3 separate regions of the Hordeum vulgare genome follow, and all the other regions are linked to region 2. A link is a contact called in public Hi-C data. All regions are on one chromosome and are shown on one strand. The core of a region is the stretch at or near the end of the contact, and the rest is flanking DNA. Distances in the headings are between cores, read along the strand shown. Region 1 holds the start of LOC123401386 (lysophospholipid acyltransferase 1-like). Region 2 has its middle 300 kb from the start of LOC123402988. Region 3 holds the start of LOC123402988 (F-box protein PP2-A13-like).

Evidence for each region. A called contact is a pair of places that touch in the nucleus more often than the background predicts.
Region 1: a Hi-C map of leaf shows a contact between it and region 2, with 3 times the contacts expected there. The contact joins the promoter of LOC123401386 here to the enhancer-like site in region 2. A contact is called at or near these places in 2 of 6 Hi-C or Micro-C datasets (leaf and seedling).
Region 3: a Hi-C map of leaf shows a contact between it and region 2, with 9 times the contacts expected there. The contact joins the promoter of LOC123402988 here to the enhancer-like site in region 2. A contact is called at or near these places in 3 of 6 Hi-C or Micro-C datasets (leaf and seedling) and 1 of 1 datasets of contacts at active chromatin or transcription factors (embryo).

Annotation. Positions count from the first base shown.
Region 1 is chr6H:436,967,626-436,971,802 of MorexV3_pseudomolecules_assembly, forward strand. LOC123401386 (lysophospholipid acyltransferase 1-like) reads left to right here and starts at 2,243. Exons shown (of 8, transcript XM_045095174.1): 1 at 2,243-2,639. The coding sequence starts at 2,338.
Region 2 is chr6H:436,474,147-436,478,732 of MorexV3_pseudomolecules_assembly, forward strand. No RefSeq gene overlaps it. Among protein-coding and RNA genes, the nearest start is that of LOC123402988, 300 kb to the right of the region's middle. Within about 2 kb of position 1,810, at least 1 of the 3 cell types and tissues checked has open chromatin away from gene starts, as enhancers often do. A contact at or near this core is called in leaf, where this site is marked.
Region 3 is chr6H:436,770,151-436,774,595 of MorexV3_pseudomolecules_assembly, forward strand. LOC123402988 (F-box protein PP2-A13-like) reads left to right here and starts at 2,672. Exons shown (of 3, transcript XM_045096961.1): 1 at 2,672-3,463; 2 at 3,686-3,804. The coding sequence starts at 3,116.

The DNA of each region.
Region 1 (4,177 bases), core at 993-3,492, 490 kb after region 2:
GAATGCGTCCACGGGCATATGCCCGGACGCATCCGTAGGCATATATGGGGCCGAATTTTCCCAGTCCGACTGTAGATGCTCTTAATTCGTTGAAAAAGATGAATACCACGTGTTGTTTACATGATACAAATTTGACAACGCTTAAGAGCATCTACAACCGGACCCCTCAAATCTGCCTCAAACGCGTGGGCAACCCGCCGAGTCATTGGCCGGTCACAAAAAGTCGACCCAACCGAACCCCTCATATCTATTTCAAACGCCCAGACTGACTGGCACCGCTCAAATCCATCTCAAATATGGGGACGATATGAGGGCTCGCACACACGCTCGGGCACGCCCGGTCAGTCCGCCACATAGGACGCGACCCCATCTCGAACCACCTTTTCTCTTTCTTTATTCATTCTTTTCTTTCTTTCTCTTCTTCTCCACCAATCACATGCAAGTGAACGCACATATGAGGAAAAATATGAGAGATACGGGTGCGCGAACGAAAAAAGGGGTCCAAAACGAGGCCGGACATGTCCACAGACGTTTGAAGGGCCGATTTTGCAAATTCCGGCTGTAGATGCTCTAAAAAGACATGGACAAAGACGCTTGTGTCCATGTACTGTGTATTAATTGCAAAGAAAGATAAATATCGTATCGGTATTCTAACCTTATTATAATTTTCAAAAAGGAGGTTAAACCCTCGTTCCAATACCATAGCTGTACATATTTATTAACTAACTATGTGTTTTCACGCAAACCAACCTGTGGTTGGATGGTTAGAAGGACAATGATATCCCCCGCCCACGACAACGAAGCGCCTACGATGACTTCGTAAAATCTCAAGATAATATGTGAGCTCAGTCTCTTGGAGGTGCTTATAGACGTAGGGTGTGCGTGTGTACATTCATAAAGGTGAGTGTATGCGCGTGTATGTAAGCACTTCCATCTGTACCGTGTTAAAAAAAACTATGAATTTGTACTTCCCTGCCCAAAAAAAAAGAGAAAAAAAATACCAACTTCCACTTGAGCAGATTATCATGAGTTCTTTTTTACATGAGTTCGTTATTGCGATTTGAACAAGAAACGCTTGAATGTGATATAATTTTTGGAAATGAAATAAAAGGCTCACAACGCATATATAATTCTACCTAAGTGCTGAAATTACAAGGCACGTCAGAAGCATCTCTTGAAATGTACGTATGCATGTACGGCATGCTTACACCGTAATTGCCACCCAAAGCTCAGCCAAACAAGGCTTACGCTTGGGATTACGATGAGTTCAATCAATTATTCTATGATATAAAGCCCTAAGGTTAGAATAGTCAAGTGTTATGCCCATGACTTCGTATATTGCTTCAATCATGTACTCGCTCCCTTACTAAATACTATAAGACTCTTAGAGATTTTAATATAAATTACATACGAAACGAATGAGTGAATGTGTATTTTAAAATAAATCTATATATATCTGTATATAGTTGATAGTGGAATCTCTAAAATATCTTATACTCCTTTATAAAAAATATAAGAGCGTTTAGATCACTGAGTATTTAGGAACCGTGGGAGTAACTACGAGTACTAGTGCTAAGAGCATCTACAACCGAATATAACAAATATGATCCTCTAAACATCCGCGGACGCGTTCGATTATTGACTAGGCATGTCCTCTATTTGTCTGTTCGTGCATTCATATCTTTCATTTTTTCTCATATGTTCGGTCACTTACACATGATTGATGATGAAGAAAAAGAGAAAAGAAAAAGAATGAATAAAGAAAAAAAAAGTTGGTCCAGGATGGAGCAGCCTCCTACGTAGCGGACTGATCGAAAGCGTGTGGGCGCATCCGCGAGCCCTCATATCCTTTCTATATTTGAAATGAATATGAGAGTTCGCGGACAGCCTGAATGTATAAAGATGATATAAAGAATTTGATTATGTCATTTTTTTTCTTTCTTTCTCTTATTGGATTACTGATTAGACACGTTTGTGGATGTATCAAGTTTGCTCATCACTTTTTCTTCTAATAAAGAGAAAGACGAAGCTTGCCTAGCACCCGCGTACGCCACGACAATGATTTGCCGATATCGTTGGTATTTGTCCAAATCTTCTCACTTTGACGTTACCAAGAGCCGCAAGTTTCCTGTCGCTTCGGACCGCCAATTCAACAAAGCAAAGGGGGCTGTGTGGAAAGATACCTTCCCAGGGCTTCCACGCCATCACACACAGCACATATACACGCGCGGCTCGCGAGCTCGCTTCATCATCAGAAAAAACCAAATCCTCTATTCCTGCATCGCCCGCATCTGTTCGCCCCCCTCTGCGGCGGCGGTGGCGGTGGCGGTGGCGACGATGGGGCTCGAGATGGAGCCGATGGCGGCGGCGATCGGCGTCTCGGTGCCCGTGCTCCGCTTCCTGCTCTGCTTCGCGGCCACCATACCCACGGGCCTCCTCTGGCGCGCCGTGCCGAGCGCCACGGGGCGGCACCTCTACGCGGGGCTCAGCGGCGCCGGGCTCTCCTACCTGTCCTTCGGGGCCACCTCCAACCTCCTCTTCGTCGGGCCCATGGCGCTCGGTTACCTCGCCATGCTCCTCTGCCGTCGCCGAGCTGGCCTCGTCACCTTCCTCGGCGCATTCGGCTTCCTCATCGCATGGTGAAACCCTCCCTTCCATCCACTTGTCTACAGGGTTCATATACCGATGCCTAGTTTCGGGTGAATCAGCAATACCGGATTCACAGTTTCTACGCCTTCATTTTGGGTAGAACAGGGCAGGAAATGTACAGTTAACAGCAGCTTGTTCCATTAGGAAACCAGAGGAGTTGTAGGCGGATCTGCAGATGTGGCCGAGCCAGAGTGTTGGGCCATCACAGGGTTAAACAGTAGTTTATTCTATTGGAAAACCACGGAACCGTAAGTGAGCATGGAGCTTTTGATGCTTCTGATGTCGTTGGAACTGCAGCATGGACGGTTTCATGTTGGAGAAATGATTTTCAACTTTTCTCTGGCTAGCCATGTGGTGCTATTTATGATTAATATTTTCAAGGAAAAAACAAGATGTTGTATTATCTCAGGATGAAATTTCTTCTATGCCTGCAAAATTTTGGATGTGTGATCTCGTAAAGATTGCAATGAATACATATGATGTGATTGTTGAGATTTTACCTAATCACCTTACCAATTCCTATTAGAGAACTTATTGGTTTTGTGCTCATGAACCATTAGGGCCAATTTTGGATTGCATGCCTTCAATGAATCTTTTAATGTTAGTTACATTCTGTACTTCATGGACCACTGTGTTTTTTTGACCTGGTGGATCCCTGTGTTTGCTAATTTATCTGCCTTTCTAGCCAGTTAAACCTATGCACACATCCATAGTTGAGGAAGCGAAAGGGAAACCATTTTTCATCTGTACTGCGTGAGATTTTAGTGTTATTTCACCCCTTGTTTCTCACGTGAATCGGTTCTTCCGTTGAAAGGTTAAGTTTGTTTTGGCGGTACTATGATGCGATTATGATCTGTCACATTGAGGGGTTGAATTAATATGACCTATATTTGTTTAGAAGGAAATTAAGGGAAGAAAGAAAATAGTTCCCATCCAAATATCCCTGACAAATAGTCAATCCAGATAATTGATTCTGTTTGTTTCACTTAGAAATTATTTATTTCTAGCTGGAGTCATCCAAACCTACACATTTTTTCATCAACTTAATTAAATATTAAGACATGCCATGTCTGAAGATGGTTATTCCATAACCAAACACACAGGCTTGATACTAGTGATGTTTTATTCACCCAGCGAACTTATAGTTTAGTATTTCAAACTGCCTCAATGAAGTATGAATGCAGGCATCGTAATCCTGTTCCATTATCATTGATATTGATGTTCTGTCCCATTAGGCTCTGACTGAAATTTACCGTAAATAGATAGGCGCAGTTATTCTTTTATTCCCTAGTTATTAGTGTGAATCAGTGGCAACGAATGTTGAGCGGTAATTCTAGTTCCGTTCTTGTCAATATTAATGCCTCCTCACCATCCACTTCAACTTCGTTCTCTTGTTTGGTGCAGTTAATTTTTGTGTTCACTACCTAGAAGTTTAAATTAATGGACACAAGTGTCTGAGTAATCATTCTAATTAGTAATTATATTCTTATCGATGTCCATGCATCCCAACCATCCTCTTCTACTTCAT
Region 2 (4,586 bases), core at 560-3,059:
GTGTCGTCCGTTCGGCGCTAGATCAGGACGGATCGTGGGACGACAACGATTTGGATCGCAAAGACGTTCTACTACATCAATCGCGTTTCTTAACGCTTCTCGCTTAGTGATCTACAAGGGTATGTGGCTCCGACCTTCCTCTGGTAGATAATCATCACCATGATAGGTGTTCGTGTGCGTAGGAAATTTTTTATTTCCCATGCGACGTTCCCCAACATAATCTGCTAATAAGTTGTTTCATACCAGTTCCGTCTATTTCTTTATTATGAAAGACCTTATTGGCCCGTTCCGTCATACATAAGTACCCCCTTTTCGGGTGAGTAGGATTCGACAATTGTTGAGTAGGATTCAACGATGGGCTTGAGTGAGTGATTCAAAAATTTAATTAACTTGATTGCCTCAATCTCAATCTGGATTCGCTTGCAAATAATGATGATACTAGGGAAATCGGAATGCCCCCCGCTCGACGCGGCGAGTTGTCGGGCAAACGCCAACCGGAGCGAGGCGAGGAATTTTATGGGCTAGCCCATTAGCATATCCCGGTTTTGGGAACCTTAAAGGTTCCTTGAACCGGGTTTTCGTTTCTTGGTTCTTTTTTTGTTTCTATTTCGAAAATGTTCTGGATTTTCAAAAAAAAATCTTCCAACAGAAAAAATGTTTTTAGTTCTAAATTTTAAGTAGTACCCGTTTTTCAAAGCCATTCATAACTTCAAAAAATATCAAAATTTTCAAAAAATGTTCGTGCTGTCAAATTTGTTCAGAATTTTTCAAAATTGTTCTCAGTTTCAAAATTTGTTCTCAAGATTTCAAAAATGTCCGTCCTTTAAAAAGTTGTTCACGCTTCCAAATTTATTCGTGGTTTTCCAAAAAATTCTCCGTTTCAAAAGATTCCAAAAATATTTATGCTTTCAAAAATTGTTCACGCTTCCAAATTTGTTCAGGATTTTTCAAAATTGTTCTCATTTTCAAAATTTGTTATCAAGATTCAAAAAATGTCAGTGCTTTAAAAAATTGTTCATGCTTCCAACTTCGTTCGGGGTTTCCAAAAACATTTCCGTTTCAAAATTTTGTTCTCAAAATTCATAAAACATTTGTGCTTTAAAAAAAAATCACGCTTCTAATATTTTCAGGATTTTCCAAAATTGTTCAGGGTTTCAAAATATGGTCTCAAGATTCAAAAAATGTTAGTGCTTTAAAAAAAATCGTGCTTTCAAATTTGTTCTCCGTTTTATTCCAAATTTGTTTGGGGGTTTCAAAATTTTGTTCTCCAGATTCAAAATATGTTTGTGCTTTAAAAAATATTCACGCTTCCAAATTTGCTCTTGGTTTCAAAAAAATTCTCAAGATTCAAAAAATGTTCGTGCTTAAAAAAATTGATCATGCTTTCAAATTTGTTCTGTGTTTTTTAAAAAATAATCTGTTCTCAAGAATCAAAAAATGTCATGATTTAAAAAATTGTTCGTTCTTCTAAATTGGTTCACGTTTTTTTAAATGTTCTCGGTTTTAAAATTTGTTCTCAAGATTCAAAAAATGCTCATGCTTTAAAAATTTGTTTGCTCTTTCAAATTTGTTCTCTTTTTTACAAAATGTTCATGTTTTCAAGAAATGACGGGTAATTCAACAGTTGGTCGTTTTCATAAAAAAAGGAAAGGAAAAAAGAACCAAAAAAAGAAAGGAAAAAAGAAACATAAAAATGGGAAAAAGGTGAATTATGAGATTTTTGTGAGAGAAAAAAACTGGACCGTCCCAATCGGAGCTACCACTCCTGTGCGTGCGAGGACTTCCTGTCAATGTGCGGCAGATAGAAGCTCCGAAAATACTATACACGTGCGCCTGATGCGCCAAATAGGATTCGTCCACAAGGCCTAAATAGACACACAGTCGGTTAGCAAGAAAGAAAGAAAGAAGGGAATTCACAAGTACCCAATATTTGAGGCGGATGTAGCACAAAAAAGAGAGAGGAGGATTTTAAGAACAAATAAAGTCAATCCTACCACAAACCGGTAACAAAAAAAATCTAAAAATTCCGTGATTAGTCGGTAATGGAAAATTATGTCACGTGAGTCCAATGTTTTTCCAGTTGGATGTGGTTCCCATGTTAACCCTGCTTCATGCGTCAGTTTGCAAAAACACTATAAACATCAAGCGCTAAATAGGATTCCCCCTCAACAAACATGGTTAACAAAAAAAAGAGGGGATTCACAAATATACAATATTTGAGGCTGATGTAGCACAACCAAAAAAGGGGAATTTAAAACAAGAAGAACACAACCATACTTCAAGCCGATAACAAAAAAAATCTAAAAATACCCTGATTAGTCAGTTATAAGAAGAAATATGTCATGTTGTTTTTTCAGTTGGATGTGGGTCCCATGTTAACTGACTATAGTGACGGCTTGCCTTGAGAGGTCGGCTTAAGCCGATACGATCTCAGCTAAGTTATTAGATAATAATAAAAAAATCTTGAAATAAGCTAACTTTTCCAAACTTTACTTTTTCCTTACAGATGTGACCAAAATGTCTAGTTTTTGGAAAATATAAATAAATAGTAATGCAAAACGTCCAATGGTCACTTTGGAAAATTTTAGGCCAATTTATCGGGACATTTTAAAATTTTGGTAGTTGTAAGATTTGGCCTAATTTTTGTGCAATTATTCATAAAAAATAAAAATGTTATAGTAATTGAAAACATCTTAAGTGGTCATCTCGGAAATCTTTAGCCTATTTATCCCAACCATTTTAAAATTTTGACAGTTTTAAGAAGCTAAAACATGCATGCAAGGTTATTTTGAGCTTGGTTCGCCTCACCTCAAGCGCAGCTCCGGTGTGAGCTCGGCTAAAAATTAGCTATCTACTACTCCCTCCGTTCCTAAATATAAGTTTTTTAAAAAAATTCATTAAGGATCTACATACGAAACAAAATAAATGAATCTACACACTAAAATATGTTTATATACATACATATGTAGTCAACCTCTAAAAAGACCTATAATTAAGAACGGAGGAAGTACTTTGCATCTACGGTTAGTAGGACCCACTCGTTAGATGTGTGTTCAATCTCTAGATTTGAGGTTTGTCTTACCGACTTGTCCCAGAGTTGTATTTTTTTGTAAAAAAACTTCTAGAGTTATCGTTTTGTGTTACCTTAGCCCCAAAAGTTATGTGGCTGTGTAATATTCTCAATAAAAACACACACTCACATGCAAACTCTTTTCGATGACGCGCTCGTATGCAAACTGTCATCAATTAGTCTCAGTGCTAATGAGTGAAATTAACAAATCCCGTGCACACGATCATAGTCATAGATGTTGCACCGCAGCCAAAGATGAGCGTTCTCATTCTTGGACTTGCATGCAACGCGACGATGTATGGTCAGAGTTCAATCCCATGAATAAAATAGCTGTATGGCAAACGTGTTTAGTTATATATTGTTTGATCAATACATCTTAGCCTTACAGCCCACCCCAATCTTGATTATGTGGTCCAAATCAGCATCGGTGAGGTCATTACCTTTACATGTAGTAGTACAATGACATTTTGTTATAATTTGTATGTCTGCCCTTAAAGCTTGCTCATGTCCTCTCTCTGTGCGTTTGCCTGTACACAACTCCTGCAACAGGTACTATATTTATCAACTGATTGAATCGCCACCAAGTGGCAACCCAACCCACCACAAGTGTCTGCCAATGGTGTCAAGATATGCAAAACACTCCCCCTGTGTCTAAAGCTATGACCTATGAAGAGGGCGGAAATTGGCAGGGGCACTCGCCTGTCAACACCTGTCATCCGCTCGATTTGCCTCGTAATTGGTGAAGTTGTTCAATCTCGCATGAGGACATAAAATTGGAAATTCCTCAAAAGGCTTTTAAGTTTCAACAATGAAACTTATCATTTTTGCATTAAAAATGCCCACTTTCAACAAGTTTCAGATATATGATTTAAAGAATTTTTTTTCTGTCGGACGTAGATACAAAATAGTTGACTTTTATTGATTGCTAGTACTAAATTTCAAACATTGAACTTAACAAATTTTCAAAAGTCATCAAAATATATTTAAAATAAATCTTATTTGAAAGTGTTTGTCACGAGAAACACAAATATGCAAACATAATTTGATTTAAATTTGTCATCTAAAAGATATAAAATTTTGAAAATCAAAAACCGAAATAAAAAAGCTGACACGAGGGACCTGAGTGCCCTTGCACTTGCATGCCGGATATCCGCGTCCTACAAAGGGTAGACACTGAATATATATATATATATATATATATATATATATATATATATATATATATATATATATATATATATATATATATATAACATTAAGCATCATCACAATCGTGATCAACTAGCTACGCCACGTGAAGCATACTGGTTGGCCGCGGTGAGAAAGCTTTTGATCTTTTTATGGTTCTTTTCAAAAGCCAACCAACAGGGCGTGTGCTGGTTGGTCGCAGTGAGAATGCTTTTATTTTTAAGAGTTCTTTTCAAAATAAAAGTACGGTTTTTTTCTTTTGAAGAAAAGTTTTTTTAGGTTTTTCTTTTTAAGATGGATATGATGTTCATATGATATAAGATTTTCT
Region 3 (4,445 bases), core at 1,422-3,921, 300 kb after region 2:
GAGATAAGTATTTCCCTCACTGAGAACCAAGGTTACCGAACCAATAAGAGAACCACGCAAATTCCCGTCTTCAGCGCCTACACACAAAAGAGTACACACTTGCACCCAACACGGGCAAGAGAGTTGCCAATCCCTCGAACTCGTTACTTGCAAGCGATAAGTAGTGATAGATAGATAATATAAATATAAAATAAAATAAAAGTAAGTACATGGCAGAGATATATTTGGTATTTTTGTAATACGATTTGTGAGGACCTCAGGGCCATAGTTTTTGCTGGAGGCTTCTCTCTTAGAGAGAGCATACGGTGGGTAAACAAATTATTGTTCGTCAATTGATAGAAAAGCACATAGTTATGTAATATTAATTCACGGCAATGATCATATATATATATGTATCACGTCCATAAGCAAGTAGACCAACTCTTACCTACATCTACTACTATTACTCCACCCATCGACCGCTATCCAGCATGCATCTTGAGTAAGTGAAAACAGAGTAATGCTTGAAGCAAGATGACATGATGTAGACACAGTAAACTAAACTAATATGAATAAGCCTCATCTTTTTATTCTTAACGACAACAATACAAATATGTGTCATGTTCCTTTCTATCACTGGGATTGAGCACCGTAAGATTAAACCCATTACAACTCACCACTCCCACTAAAGATAAATCAATCTAGTTGGTCAAACCAAACCGATAGATCAGAGATAAATATGAAGCTATTATAATCCTGCATATATATGATCAGCAAATACTCAATATATTTTCATGAATTATCTGAACATAAATCCATAATTTAACGGATCCCAACAAACACACCGCAAAGATGATTACATAGGATAGATCACCGAATCGTGGTGATCTTTGCATTGAAGAACATAGAGAGAGAGAGAGAGAACCATCTAGGTACTAACTACGGACCAGTAGGTCTATGGTAAACTACTCACGCATCATCATGGGAGCAGCAAGGTTGATGTAGAGGCCCTCCGTGATTGATCCCTCCTCCGGTGGGGCATCGGTACACGGCTTTAGATGGGATCACGACGGAACAAAGACATGCGATGGCGAAAAAAGTATTTTGGGTGGCTCCTTGGTGTTTTCTTAACATATTAAGATTTATGAAGGCGGAGTTAGGTGAGGAGGCTGCGGGAGGTGGTCTCAATCCATCAGGGTACGACCACCCCCCTTGGACGCGCCCTGTTGGCTTGACGCCACAACGTATGGGAGGGGGGGTCTTATGTAGGTCCTCAATCCATCATAGGTGGGTCTTTCTCATGCAACTATTAGTGGTGGTGTAGTGGTGGTGTAGGTTCCATCACCGTCGGTGTGCTACATGGTGGGCTTGATCTTGTTATTGCGAGTGTCATCACTTTGTGCATCACTATGGGGTGTGTGTCTATGTGTGTCAGCGCGTAGGATGCCATGTAGACGTGTAGGGTCGTTAGGTTGTGCAAACTAGCCAAGTGTTGCCGTCATGTGCGCTATTTATATGTAGTTTGTCGAGCTTCCAAGTGCTAGTGTGTAGAATATCAAATACCCTCTCAATGCGGTAATATAAGTCGGTCACGACAACTTACGCTTTCGGTTTGACTAGCAAAATATGTATAATATGCCACAAAAATGTATATGTTTAGAAAGATTCATTTAACATTGAATGTAGAAATATACTCTATCCCATAATATAAGAGCATTTTGACACTATAATGCAAAAAATACTCTTATATTATGTGACAAAGGTAATAATTTTTATAATATATCACACATATTTTGATAGTCAAATTGAGCAACTAAAAGCTTGTGTCCTACTTGTACTCCCATCCGGAGGGAGTAATCATTTTCTTAAGTGAGTGCCTTATGGTCCACAAGCCACAAATATAATGAGCGATTGCTCCCATGTCCAACAATCCTAATACTTCCTTCGTCTCAAAACTTTTGTTTTAAATTTGTCTAGATATGAATTTATTTAATCATGTTTTGGTATTTAAATATATTTATTTTTAGACAAATCTAAGACAAAATTTTTGAAACGGAGGAAGTAATATTATACTCCCTCTAAAAAACTAATATAAAAACAATTAGACCATTAAAATACTCTCTCCGTTCCAAAATTCTTATCTTACGTTTGTCTAGAAATTGATGTATCTAAATACTAACACATGACTAGATACATTTATATCTAGATAAATTAAAGACAATAATTTTAAGACCAAGGAAGTAGTAATTATTTATATTAGTTTATGAAGGAAGTACTATATAAAGATATTTTTTTTGTTTCAGCTTGCAGACAGTTGCACTAATCATTTAATTTCACACGATACTAAAACATAATTACATAAAAACCATTTTTGCGTTTTACAATGATAAATAGTATCTTTTTGGCAAAATCGGTTTTATCCGTTTAAGTAGCAGCATCTGTCGTTTAAGAGTGTCTTCGAACCCTTGTTAACTGGAAGTACAGTGCTAAATTCGAACTTAATCCATTCCCAATCCAATCGAATCAAAATCCGCGCGAACTACTTGCACATAAATGTGCCACTATCCTACATTATCCACTGTGCTAATCTTTTGTGGCCGGAGATAATAACTAAACAATTGGACCCAAACGGCAATGTCTGTTATACGGTCCTACCGTATGGCCGTGTATCGATACCGGGACTGGAGGGGCGGTGGACCAATTCTCTTCTTTAAAAGGCCTCCGAAAAATCTCTGCGTTTCCTCCCAGCGCCTCTCCCCTTCCATTCGAGGAAAATCTTTTGTCGAGGTGGTTCGACACGCCTCTCGATTCAAGCCCTGGTTTTCCCATCAATTTGGGTTCGATTCTCGCGAAAGGTTGGGTTTTTTAGCCACGCTGGTAGGAATTCGGGGCATTTTTTGGTCCATTTGAGGCCAGCGGGGGTCGGAAGGTGCGACCCTTTGATCGAATCGGCCGCGCAAAGGCTTGTATTCGACGATAATTTAGCTCCGCATGTGTGATTCTTGATTTCTGCTCGCCCGGATACAAGGCCAATTGGTGGTTTCTTGGCTACAATCCTACTTCGCTGGGCAAATCTGAGGCGCTGGGTGGTACGTCCGCAAGGAAGGCTGCCACAATCCACGCAATTTGATCTTAGATGGGGACGGGATCGAGCATCCTTGGCGCGGATGCCGATTGGGGTGAGACATCTCTCGGCGACATGCCGGAGAGCTGCGTGGCGGCGGTGCTGCTCAACCTTGACCCGCCGGAGATCTGCCAGGTAGCCTGCCTCAACCGCGCCTTTCGGGGCGCCGCATCCGCGGACTGCGTCTGGGCCGGCAAGCTGCCCGCTAACTACCGCTACCTTGCGGCCCTCGCAGCTGCTGCCGATGATGAGGGCGGTGGCGACGGAGACGGCAATGTCAAGCCCTGCTCCCCTATATCGACTAAAAAGGGGATTTACGCGCGCCTGTGCCGACCTACTCCATTTGATGCCGGTACAAAGGTAGCTCATTTAACTATAATCTTTTATGGCAGCTGATTATTATTAGGACATATGCCTAGATGATTAATTGTGCAGATATAGTGGTTAATTCTGGAAACCGGAGAGGATTTCTATTTCCATTTTTGTTCATGTTTGGTTGGTTTGTCTGTAGTTTTGTTCATGGACCGTTCTTGCTTGAAATGAATTGTTCTGCTTAAAAGGCAACCATGCTGCGATTTGCAGGAATTCTGGATCGAGAAAAACAAGGGAGGTCTTTGTATGTCCATCTCCTCAAAAGCGATGGCGATCACAGGAATAGAGGACCGAAGATATTGGAGCCACCTTGTCACAGATGAATCAAGGTATTTTCTTCCTCTTGCTGACCTTTTTCTGTATATACATTTTTTCTCTGAGATGTGAATTACAATAGCTACCATTGAAGAAACCGTCTCAGCAGTTGGTTTTCTTGTTCAGGTCAACAGCCGTATCACCGGAGTATTGCTGACATATTCTTTCTTAACTCCTAAAGAATTAACTCTATTTTGCCTGTTGTTCTTACTTTGCATAGTTTCATGGTATACTTAATTGATAAGAGCCATTTTTCCAAATTAGGCAAATCATTTAAAGGTCAGGAGCTAACCTCACATTGCCTAAATGTTGCTAATTTTGCAAGCTACTCCGTACTTGATTTCGTATTGGCATAAACTACTCCCTCCGTTCCTAAATATAAGTCTTTTAAGAGATTTCACTAGTGGTCTACATACGGAGCAAAATGAGTGAATCTATATTCTAAAGTATGTCTATATACATCCGTATGTAGTCCACTAGTGAAATCTCTAAAAAGACTTATATTTAGGAACGGAGGGAGTAGATGTTAGTCAAGTGAAATGTGCATGACTATTAATTCAGGAGATAGTGATCAGTGAGAATGAAAACATTTTCTTTGATATAGATATATTATGATATACTCCCTCCGTTCCTAAATATAAGACCTTTTAGAGAT